Regions from separate parts of the Triticum aestivum genome. Here region 1 is linked to region 2. The links are chromatin contacts, called in public Hi-C maps. All regions are on one chromosome and are shown on one strand. The core of a region is the stretch at or near the end of the contact, and the rest is flanking DNA. Distances in the headings are between cores, read along the strand shown.

Region 1 (6,338 bases), core at 3,147-5,646, 330 kb after region 2:
CTCCTAGGGCCGGCACCCCCCAGGGGCCCTATATAAAGAGGGGGGAGGGAGGGCAGCCGCACCCAAGCCCCTGGCGCCTCCCTCTCCCTCCCGTGACACCTCTCCCTCACGCTGAGCTTGGCGAAGCCCTGCCAAGATCCCCGCTGCTTCCACCACCACGCCGTCGTGCTGCTGGATCCCCATCAACCTCTCCCTCCCCTTGCTGGATCAAGAAGGAGGAGACGTCTTCCCCAACCGTACGTGTGTTGAACGCGGAGGTGCCGTCCGTTCGGCGCTCGGTCATCGGTGATTTGGATCACGACGAGTACGACTCCATCACCCCGTTCACTTGAACGCTTCCGCTCGCGATCTACAAGGGTATGTAGATGCACTCTTTTCCCTCTCGTTGCTAGAAGACTCCATAGATTGTTCTTGGTGATGCGTAGAATTTTTTTAATTTCTGCAACGATCCCCAACAAGGGAGTCCTGGACTAAGGGGTCCTCGGGCGTCCGGCCTGTTAGCCATGGGTCGGACTGATGGGCTGTGAAGATACAAAGACCGAAGACTTTACCCATGTCCGGATGGGACTCTCCTTGGCGTGGAAGGCAAGCTTGGCGATCAAACATGTAGATTCCCTTCTTTGTAATAGACCTTGTGTAACCCTAGATCCTCCCGGTGTCTATATAAACCGGAGGACTTAGTCCGGAGGACAGAGACTCATTTTCCATAGTCATACAGGCTAGACTTTTAAGGTTTAGCCATTACGATCTCGAGGTAGATCAACTCTTTTAATACTCATATTCATCAAGATCAATCAAGCAGGAAGTAGGGTATTACCTCCATAGAGAGGGCCCGAACCTGGGTAAACATTGTGTCCCCTGTCTCCTGTTACCATCGACCTTAGACGCACAGTTCGGGACCCCCTACCCGAGAACCGCCGGTTTTGACACCGACACCAGGGAGCTGGGCGGGCGCCAAGGATTGGTGCATCCGCGAGCGCGGTGGCCGGGCCGGAGGCAGCTGGAGCATCTGAAAGGACCCCGGCAAACCGCCGCACGGTGACCCGGAAGGAGGCGGCGAGAGCATCTTCCATGGAGCCAGGCAGAGAGAGGGCGTCGAGGGGAGGCCGGAGCAGGAGGAGGCAGGGGGCGCGGGCCACGCCAGGAGGACACAAGCTGCCATCCTTCGCCGGCAACATCCGCTGAAGCACTGTTGTAGGCCGCATTGGAGGCGGCGGTGGAGGAGGATGCAGCGCCATGGATGCGAGGCAAAGGGACGATGATGATGGATGCGACCCGCGGCTTGGCACCCAGGAGTTCGAGCGGCGTCTCCGGCACCATGTCCACCAGTGCCTGCAACGGGATCTGGCCTTGGGTCGACGGGAGCTGGTCCGACGAGCTGGATCTAGGCGCATCCCGCGCAGGCGGCGACGACCCACCAACGGGGACCACCTGCGGGGTGAAGCCCAGGGGCAGGCACGCCGGCGGGGGTGGCAGCAGGAGAGGGCGCCGGGGGGCGGTGGCCGGCGCGACCGCGGCGGCCGGCGCCGGGAGTGGGTCTCGGGGGGCCTGGGTTGGGAGCGGGTCGCGAGCCATTTCAATGGTCGAGTGCTGCTTTCTACTATTTTTTCAGTTTTGTCATGTCGGTTCCTACATGACTTGTACTTTAATGTTTATAATACGAATAAGACACACATTACCATAAAAAAACTTAGATATACGATAATACAACCTTTTCAACTTTTCAAATCAGACATTTATGCTACCTCTTCCAACCGAAAGCAACTTGATGATGACGGGTCGTGGTTTCACACACTTGACAACGAAAGAAAAAATGATAGGAATTTTAAGAATAAACAAGTCAATAAATGGAGTAAAAGGAATGAAAATCACTAGATTAGTGGGGTGATCAGAATTACGAAGATAAACTATTGAAGATCCTCTCAATATAATACTCCCTTCGATTCAAATTAATAGACGAAACCTCTATATACATAGTACAAATCTAAGCATTCTTTAAAAAAAATACAAATTGAAGTTTTGTTAGAAGGAAAAATGTTTAGGAGTATTAGACAATTGCTTATGTGTGTTCTCTCTTTTACTGACACACCCGTGTTCTCCAAAATCCTGTTTTTTTAAGACTTCCTATTTTTCATATTATTTCTTCCTAACTTTTGCAAAAAAAATCATTTTAAACTTTCCCCTATTTCCCTTACTTATCTACAAGAATTTCCTCTATAATGCATTTGCTTTTTAAAATACTTAATCATTTTATTTTACAACCCCTTTTAAAAAAAATTGTTTTTTAACACAACAGAATTCATGGTCGCTCACATACACGAGTATACACTCACTCCTATCCAACACTTGGTTTTGACGCCAGGACGGACCCCGCGTCACCTCCCGCTAGGGCGACTCGGACAGCACCCCAAAACCTAGCAGCCACCAGCCCGCACTCCCTCCTCCCCTCCCTCCGCCGCCGCCGGTCTAAGCCCGGGGGCCGATGGCGATGGCGGAGGACATCACCTCTCTCCCGTGTCTCTGGGGTTGTGCTGAGTCCCGATTCGCATGGAGACGCGCCCGATCCGATCTGCGACGCGGCGGCGGCGGCGGAGGCGGCGCGGGCCGCAGGCGCGGCGGCAAGGCCTGTTCGGGCGGCGGCGCGCCATCTGCCTTTGGATCGGCGGTGGCGGCGTGGAGGGCCTGGTGGTAGCGTCGGTGGCACCTCCAGTCATATCTGTTCTGGACGGTGCAACCGACAGTGGTGGTCATCTCTTCCGCTAGAGGTGGTCGGTCCGTGGCTGGGTGGCCGGATCTCGAGATTCGCCATCTAGTCCCAGATACGAGTCGGGGAGACATAGTTGCCGGTGAAAACCGAGCCGTTGGCAGGCGATGGCGGCGTTTTTAGCCGTTACCTTGAAGGCATCGTCGTGTAACTGTTGTCGACCAACTCGTCCTGCTTCGGGGGAAACCCTAGGATCTGGTCTTTCAGATCGGACGATGGCGGTACTACGGTGCCGTTTCTCTTTTGGGAGCATCATTTGTGGAGCAGCGCTGGAAGACAGAGGCAGGAGGTGGAGCGGCTTCCTCTTGCACGGAGCTTCGGTGGAGCTGTCAAGTCATGCCTGGCCGACAGGTGCTACGCTGAGTCATGCCTGGTTGGCAGGTGCTACGCACGACAGATCTTTCAGAGTCTTCGTGTCTGGACGGACGAGCGCAGGGCGGTAGCGCCGTGGTGGCGTCAACGGATGTCCGGATTGGCAAGGATGATGCGGACTCTCTCTCCTGAAGATGGATCAGTGGTCCGATGATGATGGCGGTTCCTAAAACGTGTGCAAGTGGTGTGCGTTTTAGGTAGGCTGCACCGGATGTTGGTCCCGATACGTTATGTGGATGGATTGGCAACGACACCGGTTTAGATATGGGGAGTGAGGGCACTCCACATTATCGAGTCTATAGGTGTGAGTGGTGGCTTCGGGTGGATTGATGTATATTCTTGTCAGTTCTTTGTGAAATAATTAATAAAGATGGCTGCATGCATCGATTGATGCAAAGGCCGGGGGTTAACCTCCTTCTCTAAAAAAAATACACTCACTCCTATAAATGCAGGCACACACATCCTATCCATATGAATACTTTTGAGAGACCGAGTCGGCATAACATTTTGAGATTTTACAAAGTCATCATAGAATCCTCGCAGTCGACGGAAACATTTTCTCCCACTGAACAAACATCATCGGAAGACTGAAATAAATCCAGGAATAGTGCAAGCACCACTGTAAGTTTAGGACTTGAACCCTAATGTGTTGGGGATAACACTTTCTTTTTAACCATCCAACCACAGATTGACTGACCCCAAAAAAAGTTGTTGACTGTGCTGGCACACGTGCATAAGAGACGGATAAAACTTGTTCGGTTTAAAAAATCAAGGGGAAATATATAGTGACAGTCGGATTCAAGGATTATGTATTCCGCAAAAAAAATCAAGGATTATGTTTTCAAAAAAGAAATATCAAGGAAGTGTTTTTTCGGCCATAGTCGAGGGACTATAAATACTTCCATGTGTTTGAAAACCACACGCGAAATTGGTGTGCCGCCTTGTCGTCTTTACATTTTGCACTTCATGGAGTAGGGTAGCCCTCCAAGCTTCTGGTTTCTTAAATCTTAGTTGCGCCATATGTCAACCGCAAGCAAACGAAGGATAATTTCCGTGCCGAGCAGGGTATCTGACTTGGAGTGGTTCGCATCCTCCGAGCTAACTCTCTGCACGGCTATTGCTTACAAAATACTACTAACTCTTCTTCACAGTTCATTTATAAGCGTGCGTCGCCATCTGCCTGTATTTGAAGGCGTGGAAGGGTGGTGTGTGATGTAGACTCTAGTCTCACCTGCACCGCTACTTGGAATAGTACAAAATCTGGCGTCAAAAACGAATACTCGGAACACAAATCTGCACCCGGAAACGCCGCGGCCGCGCGCTCCATCGAATCGACGCCGCAGCTTTCACCTTCGAGGACGAAAACGATGACCAGCTCGCCGCCATCACCCGGGGGCGGAAGAGGTGCTTCGAGACCAGACTGGTCGGGCATAGGTTGCTGTCAACCGAGCCCTCCAGGACAAGAATATCCCGGGATTGGTTTTTTATCCTCTCGGATTTATTTATAGCTAGGAATTCAGAGAGGACCCCCCCCCCCCCCCCCCCCCCCCCCCCCCGCCCTCTCCAACGATGAAACGATGCATGAACAATGGCGATCGCGGCCTCCATTTTTGTTCCCTGGTTTGGAATCGACAGCTATTGAATTCTATGCACAGTGTCATCAAAACTGGCAGTTCTGGTTAGACCGTAGCTAAAAATGATCTGCCGAAAGCAAAGCCTGTCATCGAGGAATATATGCTTATTACACCTTAACCAAACATGCATAAGTGGGCGCATTTCTTTTCTGAAGAAAAATGCACAATGTTTGGATTCTCCCGCGACATCGCTTGTTATCTGAAAGCGACTCCTTGTGCTTTGTTCCGGTAAATCTGTACTGCAATTCTCTCTCGCAAAACAAAGAAAGAAATCTGCACTGCAATCCCGGGAAAAAGGTTTATTTCCGGTATCTATTCGATCGGGGAAAATGCTAGCGCAGGCCCACGCACGTCTAGCTAATACTAGCTTTCTGCCGGTGTCCCCGGCTGAACCAGGGCGAGCTTTGGAGCTGGAATTGCATCTGGACACACCGGAAAGCGTAAAATGGCATCCAAGCTTTTCCTAACCAGAGATAGATTGATGCGTTCTCTGTTAGATCAACAACAGTAGCTCCAAGGCATAGAAACTCGGAGATTTAAGGGCAAATATATTGGTATATCCTGCCCATTACATGCCTTTATGTAAGAAGAACATATGCGCTTACGACCGATGGCCTAACATGATCTGTGAAGAATCCCCAAACATATGCAGATGTGCTACTTATATATAGATTAAACATTGACAATTTCCTGTTGTTTGGCTTGAAAAAATAACGACCACTGACCCTTAGATGTTAAGAAATCAACAAGTCCGAAATTCCCATGTTTGAGAAAGTAAGAATTGCCAGGCCTCCCTAAGAAATATCGGCCATGGTGACCTACTACTGACTGGTAAGAGCAGAACACAAAATCCTTCCTAGTGAAGTCCTGCAGTGAAGGCACATAAGACAACACCATCTGCTACAGAAATAAAATGGTGCATTGCAGCATATATTTTATTCATAGAAGCCTTCGACAAGAAGATGAGACATATGGCTTCTCCAAGAAAGTTTCCACGCAAAAGCAAAGGGATACTGATCAACTATCACAGGAAGATGGTGTCATTGGTAGGCAGGGGAGTGGCAAAGGCACTCACATCTGCCGTAAGCAAAGCATTGTTACGCTAATTTTTGCCAGGATAAGCATAGCGCGACGGGTCAGAAAGATAGCCGGCAAACAGTTCACACTTCCTAATACCCCATTAGATTATACTACCATGTCTTTTTTATGCTGATGCAACAGAGGGCGCCATCACCTGTAAAGAGCTTTCATGTGTTGGTGTTGGCTTATTACGTGGTCACCTTTCTAGTCTTATCTAGATATGTGCAAGTGAATGAAATTAGACATCCTAAATTTGACGAGTGTGAGGGCACTGCTGCATGGGAACGTAATTTCCATCTTACCAAACATAACAGGTGTGTGTCCACGGGGAAATTGTACTTACATTCACTGTCGTTTTGTTCTCTCGTCAACGCTGAAGAATATCCGACTTCTTTACTTTGGTAACTAGCATTATTCGTGGATTTTTGTGTGTGTGTGTGTGTTGTGTGTGTGTGCGTGTGTGGAAAAACAGTTTCTTCATGCTTCAG
Region 2 (6,097 bases), core at 286-2,785:
AAGGATAGATACAAATCAATAAAATTCTAACACACATGCATAGTACCTCTAAAGTTTGCAATCGATGCCTATTGTTATTGACTTGTATGATAGCAAAATCTGTCAATTGCTGAAGTATATGGACTTTTTGAAATAGATGTCAATCATGCCATCCGATACAATAAGAACACAAAGAAATAGAAAAGCAATGGCAGACCACGAAATCTATAGTCATTTTTTTTTCATACCCAGAAGAAGAACTTGCTGGATTTTCGAATGCCGCCTCCAACTTCCTCCTATAAAACAACAGTAGAGCTTGAACCAGATTTCCTGGGAGCAAAGGACATGTGAAAACAAATGTTTTTAGAGAGGCCAATAACTGGACCAACAATAACTTGGAAAAGGAAAATTCATCAAAGTTGTACAACAGGACTACTAATATATATGTGGCCTGCAGCTGCCAAAGTAAAAGAACATCTTTGAGAAGTGAAAATTGCTCTTTGAGAAGTGAAAATTGTTCTTTTGTCGCTAGATTCGGCCATGGCGACGAGTGCTCTCCCACCATTTCACTTGCAGCTAATAAAGCTTAGCGGGAAGAATCAATGAATAATTGTTAAGGTATGCACATGCTGGCTCTCAGATTAATTTTTTTAATGGCTGAATTTATGTATGCATAGTATGAATATAACAACTGAACCACGGGCATTCAGGTAGTATAATATTTAAAAGAAAACTGCTATCAAGAAATGAAGCAACGTTGGTTCAAGCCTCTAAGATGCAAGGATTTACTTGGAGAAGCATAGATTGCTAAAGGAAAGAGCTGAGCTCCATATCTCTCTCATGCATTATTTGTTTCCATTACATCCAAAGAAACTGATTGGCGGGAATGTATGTTACCTTGTTGTGTGGCAGGTAACTTCTCTGTTTAGACCTGGCCTGTATGTGGAATGTCGCAGGTGACCGTGGATGATAAAAAGCGGCAGTTGCAGTAGAGCTGGATGCGCGTCGTGACCGGAATGCGGCGAGTCTGGCCTGGTCCACGCACCGCGAGTCGGAGCAGCGCCACACGCGGTGTCGCGCGCACCCAGCCGAATCACGTCGACCGCCACCGCCCCTTCACCACGCACCGAGGGCAGGCACGAAGCCGTCGTCCGCTCCACTGCCGCTGCTGATGCCGGCGCGAGGTGAAGACGGCAGCGGTGGCCCGATGAGTAAAAAGGAAGAGAGAATGAGGGAGAACTGAAGACAAGGGAGGTTTGCACCTTTTTATCATGCGGGGTGGGGAGATAACTGCCATAGCTCCACCATCGACGAGCTCCACGATCACATAGCAACGCTGACCGGCGGTTGCCAGTTTCGAGCTGACCGTTAGTTGCCATGGAGGAAATCGGGGAGGGGGGGTAAAGGGGGTGGGCGGGGAAAGAGGTGCCGCGGCGGAGGGGAAGCAGATCGGCCTGCGGCGGCGGACGGGGAAGCAGATCGGCTTGGAGCGGCGGACCGGGACGCGTATCGCCATGCGACGGCGGACGGGCTTGTTGGTCTCTCGTCCGGGGGAGGAAACAGTTCCACTTTTTTTAATCGGTTCGCAGGCCGAGTCTTTTTTTCCTGAGAGGTGCTATACACACGACAAAAATTACACGATAGCTAAACGACGATGGAATCCAGCCGCACATGCTTACACGACTGAGAACAGCAGTAGTCACTGGATTTGCTTGTCGTGCACAGGTCGGGCACAAGTATCGTGCGTGAAGCTGTTTCGTTTTTTCTTTGCATTTTGGGGGCGATTCGTAGGCTAAGTGCATATTGCCCAAGACTTTTTTTCGAAGAGTAAATATTGTGTCGGTAGATACCGACCGAGATTTTATAACAGAGGGAAAGAAATTTACATGCCTTTGCATATATTTGTTACCATCCCAGAGAGCATAAAATTGAAAATAAGATAATGAGTGCATCTGTCTTCAGATGAAGCTCAACTTTTTCCCCCTCCAATACATATTGCATCGCAAAAGCTTATAAATAAATAGCCACAACATATGGCAAATACGGAAAACAAATCCATGGAGATGAACAAATAAATTCTGATAAAATGAAACTATAGTCTGACTACCGATGCGTAGAGATCAAGTCCAGTTTATTATCTCTTATTAACTTCCTACTTCAGGCACTTGAGAATTTCTCGTACATCATACGGGGTATTGTCTTCAGCTTCATTCGCATGATACTCGAGCAAGTGTATCAACAAATTCTTTCTTAACTGATAACCATCCTGCATGTGCAATGTATGATGTTAGCATGCAATTTCGCTTCAAACTTTTTATGAACGTGTAATATAGAATACGCACCGTGCAAATTGGACGAACAAATTTGTTACCATGCCATGAGAGCATAAAATTGAAAACAAAATAACCAGATTCATCCCTGTAGATGAATACACCTATCATTATCTTGGGAGGTTATGACAATAAATATAAAATGTGCATATTGATTTTCAGAGTAACTTACCGGTCTACGCTCGTCGGAACATCAATTGGTGATTTACGTGGCCAGAAAAATGTATCAGACTTCCAACCCGGTTGTGCTAATTCGAGTGCATCATTCAGGTAGAATGCAACCCTCTGAAATTTTAATGCATATCTCTCTGAAGATAAGGACGGAATAAGTGGGTCCAAAATAGATACTTGACGGGCATGTTTGTCGATTGCGAACAAGATGAAGTGGCCGAGGAATGCATGAGGAAGCAATATCTACAAGTAACACTCATTTAGAACAAATGTTAATCACGACTACCATATAAAATAGACCAAACTTACCCAATTGCATGATGAGATGGTGTGGTCTATCTCAGTCGAGCTACGAAGCAATGATGCTAGCGCCTGAATATCTGGCTGTACCCGCGAATCTAAATCTCGTGCGGAAGCGAGGGCAGCTTCAATCACGGCCGTCTGGGTAAAAATGGTTAAGGAACATGATGGTGACAATGATAATAATAATTTGTGATGTGCGGTAACTTACATAAAATTGTAGATCCATAAAGCGCACGGGAGGATCTCTTGTCAGTAAGGCCTCGTCACTTGCAAGTATGCGTATAGCCATGTTGAAACAATCAATGTCCAACGGCTGGTCCCTGCGGAGTATACCTTGGATCCTTCTAAGACTTAATCCTATCGGATGGGGTTTAGAACTTCGCACCCACTCCTTCATGTAGATAACAGTTAATAATTGTAACATTGTAATAGTGTATATTGAAACTTTATACTTCTTAGACATGCTCCTTACTCCAAGGAAGTAGCATCATTAATTGACATGATGTGGTTGCATAGTTCATCAACTAAATCTTGCGGGTCCGCGGCCATGATGGGGTTCCGAAGGGGGCTTTTGTCTTCGGCTCCATCATGTGAATCTTGCCGCTTACGCTTTCGGTCCTTCAGAAACTCAACATCAGAATCAAATACATTTTCTTCATTGTCAGATACATTTTCTTCATTGTCAGTCCGATAATATATTGGACTTCCTTTTAACTTATTAAGTTCTGTCTCCAACAATATGACAGCTAATTTTCGTCGAAATTCTTTCATGTCCTCCTACATATAGTAATTAAAAATAATTTGTTAAAAAGCACCATTGAGATGAAATCTGCTATTAAGAAAAAAGAGATACCTGAGTGAAATTATCAGACAAAATATCTCCAGTCCAATACTCCATACAATTTAACATAAACAATCCACATGACGCGCTACAATATCAAAATATTTCTTTAGGCTTTCATCTCAATATAAATAAAGTATTTAAACAAGTAATAATGTTGATTGTACATGTCTCCATTTATTGTCCAATGTATATCTATTACCTCAATGTTTTGGCTAACAAATAAGACCATATTTTTTGCATCAATAATGTTTTCACAAGACTTACTATTCTATCATAAATTTCTCTATAATTCAGTTCAGATTATGAGATGTGTTCATCATACCTATCTGTTTGGATTGGCTCTTGGAACTTGTCTACGACTGTCCAATTCATAATATCGAGGTCCTGCTACCTATCACCTCTCTTAAACTCCGGCATATCACATGCGATTTTTAGATGCTTGTCAAGTCCTTGTAACTATTAAATGGAAAAATTGTCACTACATATTAGAGCAAAGAGAATGTAATGTATAGAGGAAAACACAATAAGCAGACATTTACCGTCATAGTGAGGTCACTGCGGCCCATTCCAACTCCAAGCGAGTCCAGTACCTGTATCTCTCGTTTCTTCACATTGATTACTGATAGATACCAGTGGCATTTTCTGATGTTAATTGGAAGGAATACCTGAAGTAATAAATATTATATAACACGTAACCACTTTCAGGTAAAAAGATGTGCTTGCTATGTGTACCTTTCCATCCGCTCTATTTTGCAGATGCTCCTGGGCACTTATGCAGTATATGTATGCATTTATTACCTATAATTTCAAAGATATAATACATTTAAATTTTGAGACACTGATGTTTAATTATGAGAGTTTGTGTGGTTTGACTTACATCATCATGCAAAAACACATCATCATGCGTAAGGCATCTCATCTCAGCGTTTGTTAATAATGCATCATTGATGTGCACCAACTTCGTTTTTTCATGTAAGGACATGATTGATTTAATAATGGAAATATCGTCCGCTGTGCAAATATAATCTGTCATGGGACAACATGAAGCCAAATTAGTTACATATAAAAAAGGCCAATGAAATGATAAGGTTGATAATCACTGTGAAAGTAAATACCTTGTGGTGTAATATTTGTATTTGATCTTCTTGGTTTGTTATGACGCGAATTTGCTATTATTTCTATCTGCACATCGATCTTGTTGATAGGTTCTTTTTCATGGTTAACAATATTCATATCTGGCAGTGGCACATTCTGCAAAGTGAAATATATATAGAAATATATGAATTAAATATAGTTCTGCCATATTTTTTCAGGAATAGTATAATAATTCATATGTAACATGCAAAATAAAAGATTAAAAAGACAAACATCTAAGAAATTTGATAGCAGTGACAGACTGTCTAAATACCTTGGTTCTACTCCTTCCGTTCTTAAATACCTCGGTTCAAACATCGACTACAGACGAAGCGAAATGAGTGATTCTACACTCTAAAGTATGTCTTATACATCTGTATGTAGTCTTTTATTAAAATCTAAAAAAAAAATACTTCGTATTTAGGAACCAAGGAAGTGCAGCTGTGACTCTCAGTCTCACTCTCTCCTCACCGCTTAGCCCTTTTCCCTTCAGCTACCACCTACCCAGCTCCCCTGTGGCCGCCGGCGCGTCATGGGGCGCATCCGCACGGGGCGCGACGGTGCGAGGCGAGGAACCAATCCCTGGCCCAACCTCCCATCCCCCCGCCTCCGAACCATTCTTACGGCCTGGCTGCGCCCTCGCGAGCATCCCACACCCACTCCCATCACTCCCTGGTGTCCGGCGAGATCCGCCGGGCAGGGCTCTCGCGGACGCGCGCGCAGGCTGGGCGGCGGCATCCACCGCGCAGCGCCCCCTGCCCCGACACGCCGGTCGGAATCTTCTGCTGGCAACGCCCGGCGACCGGCGCGCGCCGTGCAGCCCGAGGAGACCCTGCAACAAGCCGTGCTCGCCCGGATGGGCGGAGTACGAGCAGGAGTGGATTCCGTGGTGCACCACGACGTCGACGGCTTCTCTTCGCCACCGAGCTCTGCTCCCCTCCCTGTGCATCAGGATGAAGGTGCTCACGAATCTTACCTTGTCACGGTCGACTCCCCTCTCTCCCTCCGCGTTCTGCATTGGTAGGTCTGTTGGATTGGCACCGCCGGTGAAGCAAAAAACTGGAGGTTGATTGAATCTCTCCTATATATAAGGCTAGCTAGATGTGTAGTATCGGTATACGGTTAGGATAAGGTTGTTTATTTAGTGAGATGAGGATTAAACCTTTCTTGGGGTTGTTTGGATTGGATACGGACTTTCTGCCAATTCTGTTTCCCATAAACTCGTTTAAAGGGCTAACCACATGAAATTTGTTAGCGTACCCAAAATTATAGTTTTTTTAGGGACAGAATTAGTAAAACTTGGTTTTAGTAGAACAGGCAAAGAACTGTGGTCAAG

The links. Hi-C and Micro-C count contacts between places; a contact is called where the count stands out from the background.
Region 1: a contact with region 2 is called in a Hi-C map of leaf, with 3 times the contacts expected there. The contact joins the enhancer-like site here to the promoter of LOC123181347 in region 2. A contact is called at or near these places in 2 of 5 Hi-C or Micro-C datasets (both in leaf).

The regions. Positions count from the first base shown.
Region 1 is chr1D:259,140,200-259,146,537 of IWGSC CS RefSeq v2.1, forward strand. No RefSeq gene overlaps it. Among protein-coding and RNA genes, the nearest start is that of LOC123181351, 200 kb to the right of the region's middle. Within about 2 kb of position 4,397, at least 2 of the 8 cell types and tissues checked have an H3K27ac peak or open chromatin away from gene starts, as enhancers often do. A contact at or near this core is called in leaf, where this site is marked.
Region 2 is chr1D:258,814,884-258,820,980 of IWGSC CS RefSeq v2.1, forward strand. LOC123181347 reads right to left here and starts at 1,536. Exons shown (of 10, transcript XM_044593606.1): 1 at 877-1,536; 2 at 228-309; 3 at 47-123. LOC123181349 (a long non-coding RNA gene) reads right to left here and starts at 5,807. Exons shown (of 13, transcript XR_006491645.1): 1 at 5,738-5,807; 2 at 4,743-4,878; 3 at 4,505-4,653; 4 at 4,360-4,425; 5 at 4,167-4,246; 6 at 3,950-4,083; 7 at 3,637-3,712; 8 at 3,256-3,560; 9 at 2,992-3,174; 10 at 2,790-2,921; 11 at 2,482-2,723; 12 at 2,322-2,397; 13 at 1,908-2,245.